2 separate regions of the Sus scrofa genome follow, and region 2 is linked to region 1. The links are chromatin contacts, called in public Hi-C maps. All regions are on one chromosome and are shown on one strand. Each heading gives the region's core, a stretch centred on a gene start, on an enhancer-like site or on the middle of the called end of the contact. The rest is flanking DNA. Distances are from core to core; before and after follow the strand shown.

Region 1 (5,201 bases), core at 1,607-4,106:
AATTTACCTAATGGTGGGAGGGTAATGATGGGGAAGACTGGAATGAGCTAAACTGAAGGGGTAGACTGAAATCTGATCATTTAGGGCCTTGCAGGTGTCCAGATTATATTCTAAATGCATTGGGAACTCATCCAAAGAAATGAATTAGAAAGGCAATATAATGTGATTTACATGTTTATAAAGATTATTGTAGCTGCTATAAAGAAAATTGGTGGGAGATGGATGACAATGGAAGCAGGGTGACTTGGCAAGAGGCTACTGTGGTCATAGGACAGGAGAGAATGATGAAGGGAGCATGGTGGTGACAGTGGAGATGTAGCATCATGGAAAGAGATAAAATCATCTTGATAAAATCATCATGTTGAGATAAAATCATCAGGATGTAGATAGAGTGGGCATGGAAGGTGAGTGGGGTAAAGAGGAACAGGCATGGCACTTAGAATTCTAACTTTAACATTAAATAGCTATGATGTTACTTACCGACATGAGGAAGGGAAATTCAGGAGGGAATAGGAGTTCTGTCTTGGGAATGGGAATCCTCAGATGACACCTCAAGCTATAGAGCTGTCAAGTAGGCAGTTGGATGAAGAGGTCTAGAACTCAGGGGATAGGTATGGGCCAAAAGTATAAATGAAGGACTATTCAGCATAGAAACAATAATTAAAATTAAGAGAATATGTGAAGTCACTTAGAGGGGGTTGTATGAGGAAAGATGGAGAGAGTTCAAGGCAAAACCCTAAGGAATACCAAGATTTAAATTTAGGTAATAGAAGAAAAGCCAGCAAACGAAGGTTAAGAGTGACCAGTAACAGTGGGGGAAATACCCAGAAGAGGATATTCTGGGAAGTCAAGAAAGCACACTGTCTCGTACAAGAGGGAAAATGGAAAATGTTCTTTATATTTGGCAACGTGGAGGTCATTGACTTTGACAAGAACAGTTTCAGTGGAATTTGATAATGGGACTGAGGCCAAATTGGGCTGATGAGCTAATGGGAAAAGCAAAAGGGTGAATGTAAGGGAGGAAATAGAGACAGCACGCAGACAATTTTCTGGAATTTTCCCTGTGGAGGGGAGTAGAAAATATAGATATTACCAGACAGAAATTTTAATTTAAGGAAGATACTATTAGGGTACATTTGTATATGTGTATTTTTTAAATTTTACTGGAGTACAGTTGACCTACAATTTTGAATTAGTTTCAGGTATACGGCAAAGTGAATTATAAATATGTACTTACATACACACACACACATTATTTTTTCCCATATAGGTTATTACAAACTATTGAGTAGATTTCCCTCTGAATAGGGATAATTAATAAAGAAGAAATTTGGCGACACAGTGAAAATACCTAAGTTGGTCCCATGGTGATCCTGTGTACTTGAGTAAAGTAATACCATAATTTTCAGTAGCCCTATCAGTTTTCCTCCTCTCTGATTTTCACTTGTGTTCTAACCATCTCCTGGGAACGAGGCAGAGCTCTTTTGTGTGTGTGTGTATGTTTAGGGCTGAACTTGTGGCATATGGAAGTTCCCAGGCTAGGGATCAAATCAGAGTTACAGCTGCTGGCCTGCGCCACAGCCACAGCAACACAGCATCTGAGCTGCATCTGCAACCTACCCCACAGCTCATGGCAAAACCGGGTCCTTAACCCCTTGAGCAAGGCCAGGGATCAAAGTCACATCCTCATGGACCCTAATTGGGTTGGTTTCCGCTGAACCACAAGGGGAACTCCTCAGAGCTTTTTTTAACATTAACCAGGAGTTCCCACATGTCTCAGCAGAAATGAATCTGACTAGCATCCATGAGAATGCAGGTTGGATCCCTGGCCTCTCTCAGTGAGTTAAGGATCTGATGTCGTTGTGAGCTGTGGTGTAGATCACAGGTGTGGCTTGGATCTGGCATTGCTGTGGCTGTGGCATAGGCTGGCAGCTATAGCTCCAATTTGACTCCTAGATTGGGAACCTCCATATGCCACATATGTGGCCCTAAAAAGACAACAAACAAACAAACAAACAAACAAAATAAACAAGTAGTCCATGATAGTTCATGTCTATTTGAGAGCCTATATGACACCTGCTAGCTTTCTTAGCAGAGTCACTTTCATTTATTACTTTGCTCTTTCCACTTGAGAATTCCTGGAGTTTCTTTTAGGAATTAAGAGGAATTTGCTGAAATTCAGTTTTGGTTTCATTCCCAAGCCTGTATGTCTTCCTAGCAGTGATTCAGCCAGATCCCTTCCCTGGAATTCCAGCATGAGGTGGGATGGGAGGGTGGCACTCGTCGTCAGTTGTTCTTAAGTGCCTTTGGAACAGGAGTAGTCCAAGATACCACACCACTCTCCCCCAGACCCTCATTTTCCTCCCAGCAATATAACACCCCATGCTTTAGCTTACTTAGAATTGCATTATTTTCCCCAGATAAGTGTATGGGCAGTGGGGTGGCTGGAGAAGAGGCTTCAGAGCACTGAAAACTCCAGCCTCCAGGCCCCAGCTTTACCTCTTCACTCTCCTGCCTCACAATAAAGATGCCGGGGTTTGAACACCAGCCCAGCCACTTATTGCTCTGATACCCCTAACACTACCTTCCTTATCTCCTCTGTAAAAATGAAATTTGAAATGTGCCTTGTGTATAGGAGGTAGCTGTTACTGTTAGCAGACATCAAGGAAGAACCAGGCATTGTGGCTATGCTCTGTGAAGGTGTGGGTTTCATGTTTTCTATCAGCTGAAGTGCTGTTGAGAAGTGAGAATTTGCTGAAAAAAGGTTAACAGAGGACAGAGCTCTCTTACCTTTGCCCATTCCTTGCTACGGTTTAGATTTGAACAGGCCCTGTGATTTGTCAGCACCAACCCTTATGCTCCTGGTGTTTACCTTGAAAGTCCCCAGTCAGGCAATCTGGTGATTACTGCCCAGTGAGGAGAGAGTGTGTTATAAGGGATCAGGAAAGGTGAAGGCCAAAGTAGCATTTTACTAAAATGATTAGGGGAGAAAAAAAAAAAAAAAAAAAACAAAGTCCATACCATGTTCCCAAAAACTCTCACCTAAAAAAAACATGACTTGGTTCTGGGAGTTAAAACATGTAGTGGGTCAAAAGTCCGTTGTTGCAGCCACAGGGCAAAAATCAGCCTTGATAATAATGTTCATGAAACTGTGACATGGCAGTGCCCCTGAGGAACCTGATTAGAGTTGCAGTGAAGAACCAGCTCTCCCATGAGGACAACTTCTGGCCTGTGTGCACACTAAGGAAGTTTGGAAAGACTTCTAATCTTGAGTGAGCTTAGCAACTTAGCCATCCCCTGTGATAAAAACAATAACCCCAGGGAGAATACTAATGTCAAACTTAACTACTCTCCCCACAACTCAGCCACAAGAGAATCATCATTTATATTTTGGATATTTGCATTTCGTATAATAATTTTAGCTTAGGAAAACTAATCTATGATCCTGGGGAGAGTCGTTGTGGGTTTTTTTGTTTTGTTTTCTTTTGTTTTTGTAACTTGTTCTAGCAATGGTAGAATACTTTGACTAAATAGTATGCATTTAGGCTTCCCTAGGATATTCTGTATTCTCCCAAGATATTCTCTTGTTTAGTTGTTACCTTAACCACTGTCGTGGCAAGAGAGGGTGATGTTTAGAACCACAATAACAATGGGAGACTGGAGTGTCGAGAGAAGAGTGACTCTCTCTGTTGAGGAGTGCTCTGAAATGCACTGCTGGCTTTCTGATTCTTAAGTAAGGGCTACACACTCTGATTATAAAGCAGAGATGTAATTTTCCAACTACTGCTTGGTGAAGCTGAAATCGTATAGTCTTTCCACAGCACTGTAAAGGAGAATCTGGATCAACTGAAATGATCCCAGTTTTGAAATGTAGTTACGAAGCCGCTTCCCCTATACTCAGAACCCATAGGCCAAGTTGCATATTTCTCAAGCTCTCTAATACGTCCTTCTTTATGTGGTTTTTCACTCATCAGTTAGCATCTACTTGGGAAGAAGACAAGACAAGCCGAGCAAAGGAAGTCACATGGCAGAAGAGGATGTCACAACCAGGAACATTGCCTCTCTATGTTCTACTTCAAGGGTTTCTTTTGCTTGTTGTTGGCTTCGCTTTCACTCCCAGAGAGAGCCCTTCAGAGCTGCATCACATACCACTTTCAACTGTGGTTTCATGTAGAGGATGACCTGTCAAAACCAGTGGAGGAAATGCAAGTGAAATGGAGCAGACTCTGGAAACTGCCAGGAGAGCAGAGGCTGCGCTTTATTACATGACCAGATTCTGACAAGGAAAAACCAGAAGGCCAGGAATCCAAGCTGCCATGGTGACTTGGCAGCTAGACCTCAGGCCGTGAGGCAAGACACTAAAGTGCGGGCAGACAGCGTTTCACCAGAGCGCCAGGCCAGTTGAATCATACTGAAATATGAGATGGGAAAGACAAAACCAGGTCAGCAGCTCCATTTACCAGGGGCCAGAGAAAGACCACAGTATTCCTTGAGATTTCTTCTCCAATGATACACAAGGCAGGACAGCATCTAAAGGGCCTAAAGGGTTTCAGTAATTCTTAGAGGGGATAGTCACAGCCCATCAGAATGAAAGCATTATGGGACATTCAGGAGCCAGTTTCCCAGGTCATTTGAACCTCTTGACCTCTCTGTCCTTAAATCATGACCAGTGGCTTGCCCTTTTTCCTTAGTGTTTGCACCTTCCAAATATTTACTCTCCTTTATTCTCAGGCATTCTCACATCCTGGATCAAGCCATTAATGAGGGAACTGTTGTTCGCTGAAATGTGTTTCTGTGTTAGATACTGAGCAGCGACATAGAAGTTAGGGGACATAGGTTCTCCCCACAGGGACTTTTCAACGTGCTCTGGTCGGTATACATTATTGCTGTCACTATTACAGGATAAGGTAGTTGAGAATAAATACTGAATAAGAGGATATGATGGTAAAGTTAAAGGAGCTCAGATTACTGAACAGATTAGACAGAGTAAATCACTGTTGACTCATTCATGTGCAATAGCGCTTTCTTTAACTCATTGACCTGACCATATTTCAAGTGAGTGTACAAATATAGAATGATTTTAACTCTTCCTCCTTCTTAGGATATCATATGAAATGGAAGAGGAAAACCATCAATTAAGTGGTTATTTCGTGAACATCAACCCTAACTACTTAGTTTCTTTGGGGTAGGAAGTGTGGGAG
Region 2 (5,201 bases), core at 1,212-3,711, 220 kb before region 1:
TGGGGGGGACATGCCAGCACTTTGAGAATCCTGGCTCTATCCCCACCCGTGGGAAAACCTTGCATGTGATCAGAGCTACAATTATAATGGGTCTTGACAAAGTAATTGAGAGAGGCAGCCGCTTTTGCAATGTTCAGGACTAATTCAATGGATTTTCTTCCCTTTCTTCAGCAGCATTCGGCAGCTTCTTTGGTGACCAGCTACATCGTTTGGCAGCAGGCTCAAGTGCTCAAAACAGCACAGAGCAAGGAGCATGCTGAACAGTGATGTTCCAGTTTAAAAAGACAGAGCTGCAAACAAAGGTAGGCTTTTATTTTGGATAATATCCTTTCAACTGCACAAAATCTCGTGTCCGACCACATGCCATTCACTGCTGCCATGCTCACACAGTGCTGGGCGTGTGTCCTCACTCTCTTATTCTTGAATCCTGGGGGTTAGGGGGATTTGATGGCAGCATTTTGTCCTAAGTTTCCTATTTCTTTAATTCACTCCTTGTTCCATTTGCCTTTTTGCTTCGCTTTACCGCTTTTAGCATCTATCCCCTCCTTCTATGTTTTATTAAGATGATTATTTTGGGCAGATGGTTTGGCTCCCTGAACATCGTATTCAGTGTTTTCTTTTCATGAGAGAAAACTTTTAAGATTTCAGCCTTCACATGGAGTACCGAATACACCTCTCTCTGCCTTCCCACTGGCTCAGGGAAAGTAGCTGCCTACAAAGTATGGTGATGCTTCTTCTTCAGGCACTTGTCATGATTAATTGCTCTACATCTCTGATTAATTGATTGATTGATTGATTGAAACCTGTCTTCCTCACTGAACATAGGCCACTATAAGGACAATGGCTACCTGTTTTGACCACTGTTGGGTCTCTAATGCCTTTCATAGTAGTTGACATACAGCAGATTTGCAGAATATTTATTGTGGAGCAGGAATGACTATATATCAGATGTACTGGTTGAGACATTGGAAAGTCCTTAGTTGGTCTGAACTGTTTCAGAAATGGTACTCTGCTTTGGGAAGAATTGTGCAGAGAGACCTAGGATTTATTCATGAGTTTTTTCTTCGGTTGGTTGTTTTAACTTATTTTGAGACATTCAGGTGATGATAATAATTGGGTGGAAGTACACAAACAAAAATGTATCTCAATAGGGAGAAATATTAATTATGATGACTTCTATAAACCTTCTATTTTAGAATCTAGTTATTGGAATGTACAGACTGTTAGAGCTTTATATTCAGTTTCTTAAAACTTTGCAAATACAGTCTATATCAGTTTTTCTCGGGTTGCCATAACAAAGTATTGCAAACTGGGTGACTTAAATAGCGGAAATGGATAGAGCTGAGAAGTCTAAGATCAACGTGTCCACATGGTTGGTTCCTTCAGAGGGCTGTGAGGGAGAAATCTCTTCCATGCTCTCTCCGAGCTTTTGGTGGCTCCTGACAATCTTTGACATTCCTTGGCTTGTAGAAGCATCACCCTGATCTCTGTCTTCATATTCACATGGTGTTCTCCTCGTGTATATGACACTAGTCATTTTGGATTGGGGCCCATCCCACTCCAGTATGACCTCATCTGAGCTAATTATGTCTGTTAAACATCCATGTTCTAAACAAGATCACTTTCTGAGATACTGGATGTTAGAACTTGAACAAATGAATTTCGGGTGGACACAATTCAGCCGTAACATAATCCAATAAGATACAACTATTGAACAAAGATTCATCTGCTCAGCCAGAATCTTTGCTCCCAGAAGCACCTCCCCATGCTCCCTGCCACCTCCTTTCAGTGGCAGGGCTCTGACCTTTTCCAATGCAGGGTCAGAATAATCTTGGCTTGGCAATTAATGCTGATTTAACTAGTTGAACCTGTTTTGGAGAGCCAGCCAGCAGATGGGTTGCCAGCTGGCACCCCTCTCTGTACCACTACATTGGTAGTTAGAGACAATGCCTGAGACAGTATGAGAAGTTTTCTGATGTCTACAGAAAGTGCAAAACCTCCTTTCCTCCTCACTGTCACTTGGGAAGCAATCCCCTCTGCTGCCCTAGGGGTGTGAAGAAGGCAAGAGAAGTTTCTAGAGCAGTCTCTGGTATTGGCTATTGAGAACCCTGACATCTGTTCATTAACAGCATTGATCGGTTCTGACAGAAGCATTCCTATGCAGGAAAAAAAACAAAACAAAACAAAAAAAAAAACACAACACTAGGATGATGAAATACACTGTAACCATTGGGCACAAATATTTTACTTCACCATAGTAAAGGAGGGAGGTAATGTTTGACTTCTGGCTGAATGTCCATGAGAAAGACCAATATTTAATCTTGTCTCTGGCTGTTACATCACTCGTTGTAGCTTCCAGGTGCTTAAAAAAGGAACTGGCAGAGACACAAGGGCTTCCCAAATCGTTAAATTCACAGCGAGTTAGTTGTCCCTGTTGAATCAGCCTGTGCTCTAGGGTACGTCCCTCAGCAGTGCAGTCATAGTCCTTGTTCCAGGCTGAACTAGAGAGAGAGGCAGCCGAGCACTGTTACAGCCAGGGCCCAGCACCAGGGCAAATGGTTTGTCCCACAGTGAATTAGTGGCAGGGGTAAAACTTAAATGTGGACCCCTTGCCAAATGGGCCAAAATGCTCTTTAATGAAAAGTATCATTTTGTGAAGAAAATGAGAAAAGAAGGTCAGGGATAAAACGAAATGGGAAACAAAAAAATTTTGCAGGTAATGAGTGAATGTCAGTGACAAGCCTGAAAAAAAGTTACCAAATGTGTTCTTGCATCTGGTCCTAACTACCTATGTGATCCCAAACAAGTTTCCTCATCACATGGGGCCTTATTTTTTCTCACCTGGTAGTGGGGATAATGGCATAGCTCGTTTCTCAGGAAGTTTTGGTATGCAAATTCCATAATATTGTCATTTTGAACCAATCTAGAGTCTAGATTCCCTATGTCTTTACTTTGCTGGGTCTGACTCCATGGTCTTCATGTTTGTTTGTTTGTTTTATTTAAAAAAACATTAAACATTTTTTTGGCCACGCCTGTGGCATGTGGAAGTTCCCAGGCCAGGGATCCAACCTGTACCACAGCAGTGACCAAAGCTGCTGCAATGACAATGCAGGATCCTTAACCCACTGTGCTACAAGTAAATTCCATTTTTATATATTTAGTTTAAACCTCCATCTAATTGGTTCTTGTCCTTTTATGTATAATATTTTAATGTTTCCTTCACTTCCATGGTTCTAGGGTGTTAGTGCCACAAAGCATACCCTATGCAAGATGGGCTTCAAACCATATTTTGTGAATTTAAATCCACAGCACAGGTATTTCATGGCATTTAAAACTAGAGTAAGAGCCTTACCCAGTAACTGACTAGTTTTATCAAGGCTGTTTGGACTAGCAATCAGTGTGGCAGGAATTTAGCTCAAGGGAGAACTTACTTCCACCCCTAAGTCCTGTTTGAAGTTCTAATAAGCAGCATCCATAATGCTCTTGTGTTGGTACTACTTTGTGATGCTGAGTTAATCGATCCTATTGTGATGGTGGAAGCCATGCTGGATAGTGGTCAGGCTTCTGCAAGGGCAGCAGTTGTTTTAAAATACTACTTCCAGGAGTTCCTGTCATGGCTCAGTGGTTAACAAACCTGACTAGTATCCATGAGGACACAGGTTTGATCCCTGGCCTTGCTCAGCGGGTTAAGGATCCGGTGTTGCTATGAGCTGTGATGTAGGTTGTAGACATGGCTCAGATCCTGCGTTTCTGTGGCTGTGGTGTAGGCTGGCAGCTAGAGCTCCTATTCGACCCCTAGCCTGGGAATTTCCATATGCTGAGGGTGTGGTACTAAAAGGGAAAAAGACAGAAAATACTACTTCCATTTCCTACAACAGTATGACCCTAGGTTAGTTATTTAATGTTCCAAAATCTCAGTTTCCTTACCTGCAGCCTGTGATGGATCTCAGAACTATTTCAATTTCTTTTTGCATGTGAGGATTAAATGAGATAATAGATGTAAAGTGCTCAGTAGAGGGGCACACAATAAGTGCTTAAGTATTAAGTAATCGTCATTATTATACTTGTTAATGATGTCCTCCCTTTTGGGGAAGCCAACTCAAATAATAGATTCAGAACCTAGTGACTCTGCATCACTGTGGAACACTTTTCTTCTTAATCTGTGACTGATCACAAAGTTCCAAGCATACAAGAACCTAACATCATCCTATAGATCCAGATCTGAAGATAAAGCCAGCCTCCCTGAGGTAATGCATGGGTGTGGTGGTGCTGCTGTCTTAGGAGCACCCTGTCCATTACAAGTCTGAACAATGTGATTCTTGCTCTGGGCAGAAAACACACAGCAAGGAAATGCCTGTTTTGTAAGAAGACAATTCAGACTTGTTTTTCAAGGTCTTCCATAATCCCATACTTCTCAGCTGCCACCTCAGCAGCAAGAATTATTGAGCATGGCACCCAGATATCATGAGAAAATCAAAATGAAAAAGAAAAGGCAGTTTGCAACCACAAGGTAAGTAATGAGAAACGTGGTAAGAAAAGGACACAAGATTTAGTTAAAAATGTGAATGAATCTAAGCCTATACCCCTAAGATGTGGAGATATGGAAATGACTTTAAAAGGCTTCCCCATTTGAGTAAATGTCTTGCCCCTCTTGACCACCACCTAGTAGGTCAATCCATGTCTTCTTAAGCATCCCACCTGCTCTCTTTAGGGACCAGCTGGGTATAACTTTGTAGAGACAATAGTAAGGAGTAAAAATGCCTCGTTTGTTTTTCTTTATTCTGACCTTAGTTTGGGTTTAGCTCCCTTGTTTGACATTTCTCAACTGTGGATGTAAAGTAAGGACAGTGTATAAATGAACACCGTGATTGTACCCCCTTGCAGGGATTCCATTCGGTAATGCATATAACTTGAATAGCATGATGTCTGGTATATAACTAACACTAATGTAACCAATTGAAGGTTCAATTCAGTTTATTATGATTATTGATCAGGATGGTATGACTCCAACATTCTAATCTTGAACAGTTGGCTTTCTCTGTACTTGCATTGTCTCCTTTGCATGCAAATGAGGAATCCTGAAACATTTGTCTCATGACATTGTTGAGAGAACTGAATGACTTGATACAGGTAATGCTCATAGAAGAGTATCCAGCACATGATAGGGGGTCATTTAATGTTGGTCATTATTGATGGAGGAG

Evidence for each region. Hi-C and Micro-C count contacts between places; a contact is called where the count stands out from the background.
Region 2: a Hi-C map of liver shows a contact between it and region 1, with 2.9 times the contacts expected there. The contact joins two enhancer-like sites. A contact is called at or near these places in 3 of 47 Hi-C or Micro-C datasets (liver and skeletal muscle).

Annotation. Positions count from the first base shown.
Region 1 is chr7:103,037,701-103,042,901 of Sscrofa11.1, reverse strand. No RefSeq gene overlaps it. Among named protein-coding and RNA genes, the nearest start is that of DIO2, 70 kb to the left of the region's middle. Within about 2 kb of position 2,856, at least 5 of the 83 cell types and tissues checked have an H3K27ac peak or open chromatin away from gene starts, as enhancers often do. A contact at or near this core is called in liver, where this site is marked.
Region 2 is chr7:103,260,256-103,265,456 of Sscrofa11.1, reverse strand. No RefSeq gene overlaps it. Among named protein-coding and RNA genes, the nearest start is that of DIO2, 150 kb to the right of the region's middle. Within about 2 kb of position 2,461, at least 5 of the 83 cell types and tissues checked have an H3K27ac peak or open chromatin away from gene starts, as enhancers often do. A contact at or near this core is called in liver, where this site is marked.